2 separate regions of the Rattus norvegicus genome follow, and region 1 is linked to region 2. A link is a contact called in public Hi-C data. All regions are on one chromosome and are shown on one strand. The core of a region is the stretch at or near the end of the contact, and the rest is flanking DNA. Distances in the headings are between cores, read along the strand shown. Region 1 has its middle 6.0 kb from the start of Fxyd2. Region 2 holds the start of Scn4b (sodium voltage-gated channel beta subunit 4).

Region 1 (5,544 bases), core at 3,008-5,507, 260 kb before region 2:
CCTGGGCCCATTCCATAGTTCAGAGGACCCTTGAGACCAGGTGGGAAATTGTTCCAGATGCAGTGGGGACTTAGTCTCTGCTGGTCCTGGACCTGAGGCTGTTAACTAGCCTTCTGAACCATTCTGGGCAGTGGCTGGAGCCACGGCTGGTTTGAGGGTGCTCCCATGGTGGCTTGTCCTAACCCTGGGGGCACGTGTCATTTGTGATGTCACACCTGCCTGGATGTACCTACAGGTCTCAACAAAAGTTCCGGCACATAATGAGGTCCTCTGAGAAGGGTTGAGCTTTCTGTCAGGGGAGCAGTCGAAAGGCAGAATATCTTCTAGTCCCCAAGCTGAGAGGGCACAAGGAGACAACTAAGGACTAACAGGACAGTCACTCGGTGCCTTCCAGAATCTTTGTGCCCTGGCCATGGTGACAGGCCCAGAACAAGACTTCTATAAGGAGTTTCTGTTGACTGACTAAGACTGGACCTCAGGGTCTCCTCTAGGCTCTCAAGATCATGCTGGTGTGGCCATTCCACAGGGATACCAGAGTATGGGTAGAACATGGGTAATGCTGGGTCTGGTCACCCTGACAACTAGCTTGCTTGTTCTCCACAACAGCACCCTAAGAGGGGAGCTAATGACACCCCCAGGGAGATGGAGGAGCTTGGAAATGTTAGCCTGACCTCCTACATGGGTTCTCTGTTTAGGCTGAGGTCTGTCTTAGGGCTCTGAGCTGGCAAAGCCCCCACCCTCCAGCCCAGCCACCTGTGAGGTGAAGGGCAACTCCACCCAGTGACCCTGTCACGTGTTCCCAAGTGGAAATCCTAACCTTCAAGTAGCCTAGAGCCCTGAGTGGAAATTCCCCAAGCCAGGCACTGGGGAAGTTCAGGCAGTATCAATGGTCTCTGTAGACCTCAGCAGGACTCCCTCCTCCTCACAAGCCCACCACAGATTCCTCCTTCCCAACTTTAGGGGCTGTGAAAGAAGGCATTCCCTAATAGACACCCTGTGTCCCCAGCCAGCCCTTCAGTTGTGAAACCATTCGCTCTGCTGCCCAAGATCCTCTGAACACCGATTTCTAAGCCCCGGCCTTTCTTGTGTCACTCTGTACATTTTATCATGTTTGTTTACTTACATACTCATCGTGTGTGAGAGACCTTGCCTGAGCCACGTGCATGCCCGGAGACCAGAAGACAATTCATAGGACCCAGAGATTTGAAGTCACTTCGCCAGACTTTGTGGCAAGTGTCTTTTCTTGCCCTCTTGTTGGCTCTCTTTTTTGTGTTCCTTCTTAATCTAATCCTAGTGACCTCTCCAACCCTGTCCCCAACTTTTCTGTCCATTCCAACCATACTGCCCCCTTAGTAGCTCTCTGACCTTCCAGGGCTCACTCCTGCCTCAGGATCTTAGCACAGATGGGTTTTGAGTACCCAGCCTCCAGAATGATCCCTCTGTCCTCAGGTTTTCCTCCTGGGCGTCACTTAGAGACCCTCCTAGGTATCCTTTCTAAATGTTCACACTTCCCCAGCTCACACACACACACACACACACACACACACACACACACACACACACACACACCGCACCCAGGTGTACACACCTATTCCCATACCCACCCACATATCCACTTCCCAGCCCTGAAAGCTGAATGATGCTAAGGTCTTGCCTGGCTCCCCTTACTCTAAGTTCATCCTCAGACAACTATGCCATATCCCAGCCACTCAAGACCATCAGCAGGGTTTAGCCTAATGCTCGGGACAAGGAATCCTCTCTGAGACACCCTACTCCCCTGAAAAGGAACTGCACTGCTCTCCCGAGAGCAACTGAAGAAGTATCTGCTCCCGTGTCTGTGTGCACAGCCCCTTAAGGCCAGACCACACCAGTGTAAATCCTTCTGTAAGCTGACCTTGTCCGTCTGACCCAGTGAGCCCGGAGAAGGATGCTTCTCTTTATCCTGCCATCCAAATTGCATGGTAACACCTACCTCAGACTCTTGATGCGGGAGGAGGTCGTTAGAAGAAGTGCTTGCCCAAAGAGGGTTCTAACAATGGTATCACCACTCTCTACCCTAAGCTGGGCTGGGTCCCCAGGAGATAAATTTGTTCACCACGTCCCTTTAGCTCGGGAGCCCCCTTGACTTCTACTAAAGGGTCCCTGACAGTTGTCTTCTGTCCCAGTGCTCCAGTTGGATCCCCACCAGGCATTACCACCACTGGCCCCAAGTTCTCCCCTAGGAGAAACACCAAGCAGCAGGCTCTTCCAATCAGTCTCCCAGGCTCATTCTGCTTCTTGGAGTCTTCCCTGGAGTACCAGGGCCCAGTAGTCATAAAAATGCTACCCTCCTGATTTTTTAAAAGAATGGGACAGGCCAAGAGCCCCCAGTTTTCCTTCTTGGTTGGGTTTCTCCAGGGTGGAGGCCCAGAGGGTTATCTAGCTGTGATCTCTAAGACCCAGAGACCAGAACAGTCTTTGGAGCTGGGGAGACGGATCCCTTTCATCCTTGTCATGCCCACGGGGACAAGGCCCTCAGCCACTATGCCTCATTCCCCCAAGTCCTTCAGACAGGTTTGTCCTATGACTCAGGGCAGCCATGTGGACACTCCCCATTGCATTGGTGGGGAGTGAAGTCACAGGTTGAGACATCCAGCTGCTCCTCATCCCCCTGATTCCCACAGGAAGCACTGCAGTAGGAGTCCTCACCACCAACCTTCCCACAACAGGGCTCTCCCCCCGCCAGCCCAGGGCTTTGTGAGGTTTCCAGACAGAATCCATACCATCAACCTTCAGGCCCCAGCATCATTTCCTTCATGTCGATTTGTAGCTCAAAGGAGCTTCAAGGGTGCAGAGACCCAAAGCCCTGAGAAAGCCCTGACTCCAAGCTGAGGCCCGTTCTCCAAGATATGGTCCCCAGGGATGCTGAGCAGGGACCGTGGCTGTTCCTTATAGTCTCCATCTGTGCCAGCTAGAGGTCCCAAACCCTGAGGAATGCCAGCTCCTGTCTCCTGCTGTGACCACAAGTGCCAGGTCACTGGGGTCTTATAAGGCAAGGGCTTGGAGGAGGTGGGCCCCATAGGATCCAGTTCTTAAATGTTGGCCTCAAGATGGCCCAAGCAGTGGGGCACAGGGTTCCTGGGAGTTGCCAAAGGGCAATGTCTGCTGAGAGTCAAGGTCACCATGTTAAGGCAAGGACAAGCCCATTAGCACAGCCTCCTACACAGAGAACACCCTGGAGAGAAATGCCTTCTTGGTTTTCTCAGAACTCACACCTGGCCTTGACCTGAAGCTCAGGTGTTTCTAGTGGCTCCTTGTGGCCACTGCCTTTGAAGAACCTCAGGGAACAAACCATGCCTTTTCCTCTGGAGTCCTCAGACAGGCTTTTGTGGCTTTCATGTGGCCTGACCCGTAGGCATACACAGATCACCACATCCACTCACTGTACTGTCAGTTGCTGAGGCTGGGTCCAGCTGTCCCCACCTGGCAGGGATTCCACCGATTTCATGGTGTGGAGAGTTCCGAGGATCTGCTTTTCTTTTCCTGACATCACGGGCAGGCAGGCTTTTGTACTACTACTTCACAGAGTGGGGACTGTGGGTGATATGTGTATGAGTCAGGACTAGAGTCCAGGTCTAAGGGGTAGGGACCCTTGCAATCAACGAGGAGGCAGCCCTTGAATAGCCAGGGATGCTAGTACCGGTGATGTGATGTCTTTCTGTAGAAACGTCAATGTGTTTTTTGTGTCTATTACATCACTATAAATCAGGGAAGTAATAGTATGCAGTATATAGTGTACGACACAGGCTATACACTGTACAGTATCGTGTCTAGGAGAGGATACTCTAGCTTTGGTGGCTTTCCCAGAGTCACACAGGTAGCTGGAGGCCTAATGACCTGAAGGACTTTACAGTGCAGGAAGAAAAGTGACAGAGAGGTAGGAGCTGAAGTCATGCAGTTGGACAGAAGAAGGGTCCAGGCTCCGAGGCAGGGGCTGCTTCAGAAAGGTCCACTCATTCTGCCCAGTATCCTTCAGGACATTAGAGACAGCATCACCTCTTGGCAGGAGACCTCTTGTTGTTCAAGGCCATGGAGCTGGGGCCCGGCTCCAGAAAATCAACAGGTGGTTGGCTTGAACTGGTTGATTCTGCCAGCCAGGAGCTTAGGGGTGACAGCAATGAATCACACAAATGGCAATAGGTGGCCATTCCCTCCTCTTTATGGCCTGAAGACAGGTATTTTCAAAGCTCCTCCCCCTGGCTTGGGCAAACACACCTGACCTTTCTAGCTCTACCCCAGCATCCGGGGGAGGGGGTATAGAGCAGCCCGGGACAAGGTGAGAACCAGACTGAGCTGGAGAATTCTTCTCACCTGCCAGTCCCTCATCCTTAGGAAGGCAGAGCCCTGCCTCCCAGAGTGGGGCAGGGGCAGAGCCCCTTGACCTTGGGATGTGCTTCAGCCTGGCACCCCCTTCCCGCTTCTACTGCTATGGTCGGTTTTACTCTCGACCCCTGCTCCTCTTCCAAGAATAGCCTGGCTGTTTCTAATCTACAACCTGTAAGGGGGAAAAAAATGAGCAAACAGAACACCTGAGAGGCTGAGGGCCATGGCCTTTGGGGTCGCAGAGACAGATTAGCGACATGAAAAATGAGCAGCGGTGGCTTTCAAAGGGGTTTGAACATCTCTGGGGGTCAAACTCATGTGAGACAAAGTTTTGGGGGAGGGGTCAAACATGAAGAACCCTCAAGGTCACTGAGAACAGGCGACTCACTGTCCCTGTAGAGTACAGTCCCTTTCCCGTCCAATCAGGTAAAGTAAATCGCAGGACTGGGCCTGTACATCAGTCAGCAAAGAGCTCACACAGCACACACAAACACCAGCACCCCTAAAACCAGCTGTGGTTGTGCACATCTGTAACCCAACTCAGGAGATTGAGGCAGGAAGACCGGAAGTTAAAGTCGTCGTCCTTGGCTGTATGGCTGTTTTGTTTGTTTTGTTTTGAGTTCGAGCTAGTATGGGCTACTGAAGACCCTGTCCTAGAGGAAAAACGAAAACTAAACAAATCAGAAGTGGAAAGGAGCATCAGGTGTCAGGGGCTGAGTGGCTGGCACTGCCCACCCTCATGACCTTGCAGTGTTGATGTGAGTGTGGGAAGTAGGCCCCACAAGCCCCACACCCTGCATCTGGCAACAGCGTGGTAGGTATCTTTCTGTATGGTTTTGGTGCTTAGGTGTTCCATTTCTGGGTCCGGGTCCCACACCACTGGCCACTCCTAGGAGCTCCCTCAGAGCACAGGCTGGGGTGCATGCTAGCTAGGTCACATCCTGAAAGGGAATAGAGCAGACAAGATTGCAGGAGCCATGAGTTGTCCCCCACCTTTCCCTGACACAGCTCTTCCCAGACACCAGCTGTGTGGTGCACACATGGCCCTGGAAACACTGACTGGGTCTAGCCCCTACTCCCTGCAACTGCTGTGACCTGGGCCAGTCTTGAGGGCTATCAGAGAATCTGTAAAACAAGGCCACCCTGCTATCTCAGGATAAAGTCAGGTTATCAGGCAAACTA
Region 2 (5,396 bases), core at 1,921-4,420:
CGCCTTGGACTCACTAGTCAGTCAGTCTTATCTACTCATGAGGAAGCTCCAGGTCAAATGACACCCCTTGTCTCACCTGAGGAATAACAACCAGGGTCAACTTCTGGCCTCCACACACATACCTGCACACACATGTACACACACACACACAGCATTCTGCACATGGCTATACTATTAAATATTCACGCCAGCAGGAACCTGACAGCTACTACAATCCATTTCAAGGTCAATCCCAGGCTGGAAACATTCCATCATCTTCCCGTAGCCAGGGATCGGTCACACCCAGGCAGGGCAGGGGGCCCTAGGAGAGCAGAATGGTGCCTGCTCTAAGTTTAGCTCCAAGGACTTGCGGGGCATGTGGAGCAGAAGCTCGGCTGAGACTCTCTGGCCCCAGGGAGGAAGAAGGATGGCTCAGAGCTAGAGCTTGGAGGAAGAAAGTGGGCCGAGGGCATAGAGAGAAGGACCCCTCCTGGGAGAGAGGCCTCTGGGGCCTGGAGAAACAGGGCTGGGCCAGGCAAGGCTCCTGGGTCCTATGGCAAAGGAAAGATTTCTGCTCCCTCACCCTAGGCAACCTGCCTGCCTGCTTCCTGCCCACCCCCATGAGCTTTGCCAGGATAGAAGCATGCCTCTGGGACAGCACTGGATCAGTGAAACCAGCTTTACAAACAAGTCCAAACAGTGGGTCTGTTCCTCTCTTTAGAAGCCACTGGGGAGTGGTGTTGCCCACCAAATGCATGGAGCCCCCCAAGGAGTAGTCACAGGGCAAGGTGATTCCATTAGGAGGTAGACAGTCAGAAGGACTTAGAGACCCAGCCTTGCCTATTCCCACAAGCCTGCCTTCTGAAGGTCCAAGAATTAATCATCTTTTCCAGGTGCAGACTGGCCCCTACTCCTCCTCCCCTCTTCTCCAGGATCTCCTGGTTTAGCCTTTCTGGTTTCTTCCTCTGAGTGGGACTCAACACCCTCTCCTTAATTGTGCGCTCATTAAGCAAGCCCTTAATAAATACACACCAGGAGAGAGAGGGTTGTGTAACACAGCACCCTCACAAGTGATAATTAAACACAGATCATGGCAATTAAGCAAATCAGGGAGCAAGGAAGGGGTGGGCAGAGCAACATACTATCAGTTACATACCCAGGAAAAAACTGGAACCCACGGAAACCTTGGTTGCAGCACTGTGTGGCCTTGCAAGCCACTTCTCGGGTTGAGGCTACGTTGTTTGTGTTTTCAAAAACAAAACAAAACAAAAACCACTGGGGTCTCAGTCTACGAAACTGAGTTGATACAGAGAGAGGACTTCAGGAATGCCATGTCGCCAACCAGGAAGCAAAGCTCTGACCACTGCTCACACCCACCCATAGCCGTCCACGCCGTGTCCCCGGGCCTCATTCATTCCCAAGCCCTAAACACTAGCCCCGCTGGCCTTCCCTCTCACCAGATGGCCTGGATTCTGTCCCACTTGTCCATCAGCCTGGCATGCACTCTTAGGCAGGTTACCATCCCTCTCTGGGCTACACATTCCTCGACTTTTGGAATGCTCCTCACTGTGGAGCCTATCCATACTCTGCCCTATTCATACCTATTCACACCCCGCCCTATTCACACCATAGCTCTGCCCTACTCTCCACTCACCGCACCCCACCCAAAGCCCTGTACCTAAAGCCCTCTTGGTTGTCCACAGAAGCTTGGTTCCATGGGTATTCCAGTAGTGCAAGGCCTAGTGCTTCCTTGGCCAAGCAAGCACGGGGATAAGGCAACCCATGACGTGCAGCGGCTGGCTTGATGACTGGAGTTTCGGTGCTTCTGAGACCCCCTCACCCCTCCCGTGGCCACAGCAGAACCCTGGGATGATCCAAGTGTGAACTCCAGTAGAATGGCACTGTACCCATTCCACAAAGTAGAGCCTTGAGCTTTCAAGAGTCACCATGAAACCTGTACAACATCTATATGGTATGGGACAAAACGTCAGTGTCTGATAGCTGGCCTCAAGGAGAGATGAGTAAAGCAGAGCTCGGGACCAAAGAGAATACTGTCCCCCAACTCCTGACAGGTACCCATAGGACAGATCTGCACATGATTTCCAAGTGTAAGAGCGGCAGTGGCTTCCCTTAAGAGTCCAATGTCCCTTGGTTCCAGAACAAATACCTCCACCCTGTGCCTGACCCAGTGGGGGCTGGGTGGGTTATGCTGTCAAACACCAGACCTGACTTACATAAACAGGAAGAGGTACAGGTGCCAGAGATGGAGTCAGCTTACGTTGGAAGTCAGGCTGTGTGGAAGATTGCATTCCGGTCTGGACTAATAAATACCATTGCCTAATCTCTTGGAGTTTGACACTCAAAACCATCATGTGAATATTAATAGACAGCCATAGACAGAATCTATAGCCTCTGTGTCCTCTGGGCCTGACTCCTCTCTCTCCCTTCCCAGCCGTCCCCAAAATGAAGAGTCAATATCAGGTCAAAGAGGTCTTCCCCCAAAGAAACCTTTTACAGGAAGAGGCACAAGGACCTTCTGAAAAGGTGGCTTTTGAATGGTCCTCTAGGTCCTTCTAAGCCCTTGTAGCATTTGAAAGAGCGGGAGGGACACCAGGGAAGAAAGAAGGTGGGAGAGCCTGGCAAAGTGTGCGGAGAGAGACCCTCATCCCTCATTGGTGCATTCCTTGCTACCAGGGAAGCAAGTTAACAGCTCTAGGCAAGAGTAGCAGACACCACTACACCTGCAAACTCCCTGGAACCCCCACACTCAAGGCAGTAGACACACACACACACACACACACACACACACACACACACACACACACACACACACCCCAGCATGCCTTAACTCGGGTCTCTCTCGGAGGATTCCCCCGCTGCAGCTCCAACACCTGGCTCCAAAAGGCATCAAAGGGAGCAAGAAACTCATTGCCAGGGTGGATGGGGGTGGGGGTGGGGGAATGCACAGGGTTCCCAGGGAGCATAGTCTCAAAGCTAAGGGTCCAGCAGGAAGACCGACATCCCAATCATTTGGTGCTACCTTGTCTAAGGCACCTCTCTTCGCCTCCTTCAGGATGGGGTGGGGTTAAGAAAGAGGCGAGAGAAAAAGACAAAGCTGGGGCTATCTTACCCAAAAGCCCAATGCCCAGCCATCTCGCCTGAGTATTGCCTCGGTTCCCAGCCCGGGACATGGTCCTGTTCTCTCCGGAGCGCTCCGGGGGCTTGGATAGGACAGTGTGCACAGCCCGGCTCTCAGCCCGAGGTCGGCTGTGGGCCCCGCAGCTGCCAGGGGAGCTCCGCGCCGCGGGTCGGGGCTCCGGAAAGTTAGCGGCTAGAGAGCGAGACGAGGGGGAGGAAAGAGAGGGGGAGGCGCGCCCGCCTGCCTCTTGGAGCCAGCTGCAGGAGCCCGGGCTGGAGGGGAGGAGGAGGAGCCGGAGCTGAAGGGAGGACGCCTGGGCGAGCGGCACTGCGATGCGCCTCTGCTCTGGAAGCGCTCCAGCCGCTGGAGGGGCGGCGTCCCCGCAGGTTTCGCACAGTGCCCGTCGCGCCGGGGATCAGGACCGTAGGGTCCAGCCTGGGCAGCCCTCTCCCTCTCCAGTCGAACGGGGATGCTGCGGCTTGGCACTGCAGGGCCAGCCCGCAGCCGCCCGCATCATCCCAAGCCGAGCTGCCAATTAGGAGAAGAGTTCACGGGGGAGTAGAGGTGGAGCTTTTAGGTTTGTTGGAAGGCTGTTTTGTTCGGCTCAGAGAACACGAGTAAGGAAGGGCAGCGGCTGCCTCTCCGGGGACCGCCGGGAGGACATCCGCAGCGAGCGCTGCCGCAGCCGGTGGGCGTGTGCCGGCTTGCCTGCTGCGGACGACCGGTACAGCCCTGAACCCACACCCGTTGCCTCCCGCCGCGCTGCTCATTCGCTCTGCGGATGGCTTTTAGGCCCTGGCAAACCGAGTTTCTCTTGCAAAGTGCTCCTGCACGCCGCCCACCAACCCATTTATGCACAGACTCTTTGCATGTTAGAGAGTTGAAGAACAGACAGTTGGAGACAGCGTGCTTTCCCCACAGCGTGGAGCAGCGGGGGTGGGGAGGCAACCCTAAACACCAGGGACGTCTCCCTCAAGACCATTAGTCAACTACCCAAGCTACCTTCCAGGACAAATCCTCCTCGCTATCTGGAGAGCAGTTAAACCTTGAAAATACACCCTCCACTTCGCCACCCCCACTACCCATCTTCTAACCTGGAGTCCCTGGTAGGCTTCATTGGAGACCCTTGAGGTTGTATACAGAATGTTAACTGTCTGCGGGGAGAACCTTGTTTTCTGTTGGTTGTCATGGTAGTTGAACTGCTCTGATGCCCTGTGTTTGCTGCTGGAGAACTCTAACTAAGCACACAACTTTCTGGAGAAGTTTCTGATGTCTGCTGGATGGTGACCCTATGATACTTAACCTCCTGAGGTCATGCTAAATAGCATCTTCCTCAACCCTAGGCAACAGGGGGATAGCCCTGGGCTCCTACTTTTAGAGGACCTCATGCTAGCCCATTGAGTCCAGGGGGACCACAACACGGAACGCACCTCCTCTGAGTGAGCTCTAAACGGTTCTGGAGACCCAAGAACCTAGTTTCCCTTCGGGATTGCTGAGTTGGGCTCCTCTCCAGTCTTTCCTCTGAAACGAGTGTGCCACGGGCCTAAGAAGTGGCATTGTGTGGATAAGTTTGATGAGTGGGTGGGTGGCTCCTGAGAGGAACCCCTGTTGCTGCAGGACCAGCCTCAGAGGCAAGATGACTGGGAAAAGTCTGAAAAAAAATCCCATTTGGACCTGATCTTCTAGGCCATCAAGAAAAAGCAGTCAAAGGCAGAAGATGGGAGACAAAACTTTATTTAATGATCCTGAATTGCTGCTGCTGCTGCTGCTGCTGCTGCTGCTGCTGCTGCTGCTGCTGCTGCTGCTGCTGTTGCTGCTGCTGCTGCTGTTGCTGCTGCTGTTCTGAGACAGGATTTTTCTGTGTGGCCCTGTAGGCCGGGCTGGCCTGGAACTCAGAGATCTACAGGCCTCTTCTTCCCAAGTGCTGGGATGAAAGGTGCTGTCCACCATGCCTACCTGATTAGCCCGATTTATAACCTACTTTGAGACTCGTGTGCCCTTTGCACTTGTATCTTGCCCCCAGGCCTCTCCAACATTAGAACTAGAACTGGATGTAAAGACTCAAAGAGATAAACATATGTTAACACACTTGACAGAGCTGGGCACACAGGCTGAACACACAACACATCTGGGTTCAAAGAAGCCTGGGGCCCTGGAGGCGAAGCCACATCCAGGAGAGGTTTGACCTTTGGGAGGGCCTTCCACTATGCAAGCAAGGCCAGGCATCCACACTGCCTGTGTTATTTTTACAGCAGGGTCATGTTTCTCTGAGCACTAG

What was found. Hi-C and Micro-C count contacts between places; a contact is called where the count stands out from the background.
Region 1: a Hi-C map of kidney shows a contact between it and region 2, with 2.4 times the contacts expected there. The contact joins the enhancer-like site here to the promoter of Scn4b in region 2. A contact is called at or near these places in 2 of 12 Hi-C or Micro-C datasets (Schwann cells and kidney).

The regions. Positions count from the first base shown.
Region 1 is chr8:54,603,709-54,609,252 of GRCr8, reverse strand. No RefSeq gene overlaps it. Among named protein-coding and RNA genes, the nearest start is that of Fxyd2, 6.0 kb to the left of the region's middle. Within about 2 kb of position 4,257, at least 2 of the 93 cell types and tissues checked have an H3K27ac peak or open chromatin away from gene starts, as enhancers often do. A contact at or near this core is called in kidney, where this site is marked.
Region 2 is chr8:54,341,647-54,347,042 of GRCr8, reverse strand. It overlaps Scn4b (sodium voltage-gated channel beta subunit 4), which reads right to left and starts at 3,170. Exons shown (of 5, transcript NM_001008880.2): 1 at 3,110-3,170. The coding sequence starts at 3,170.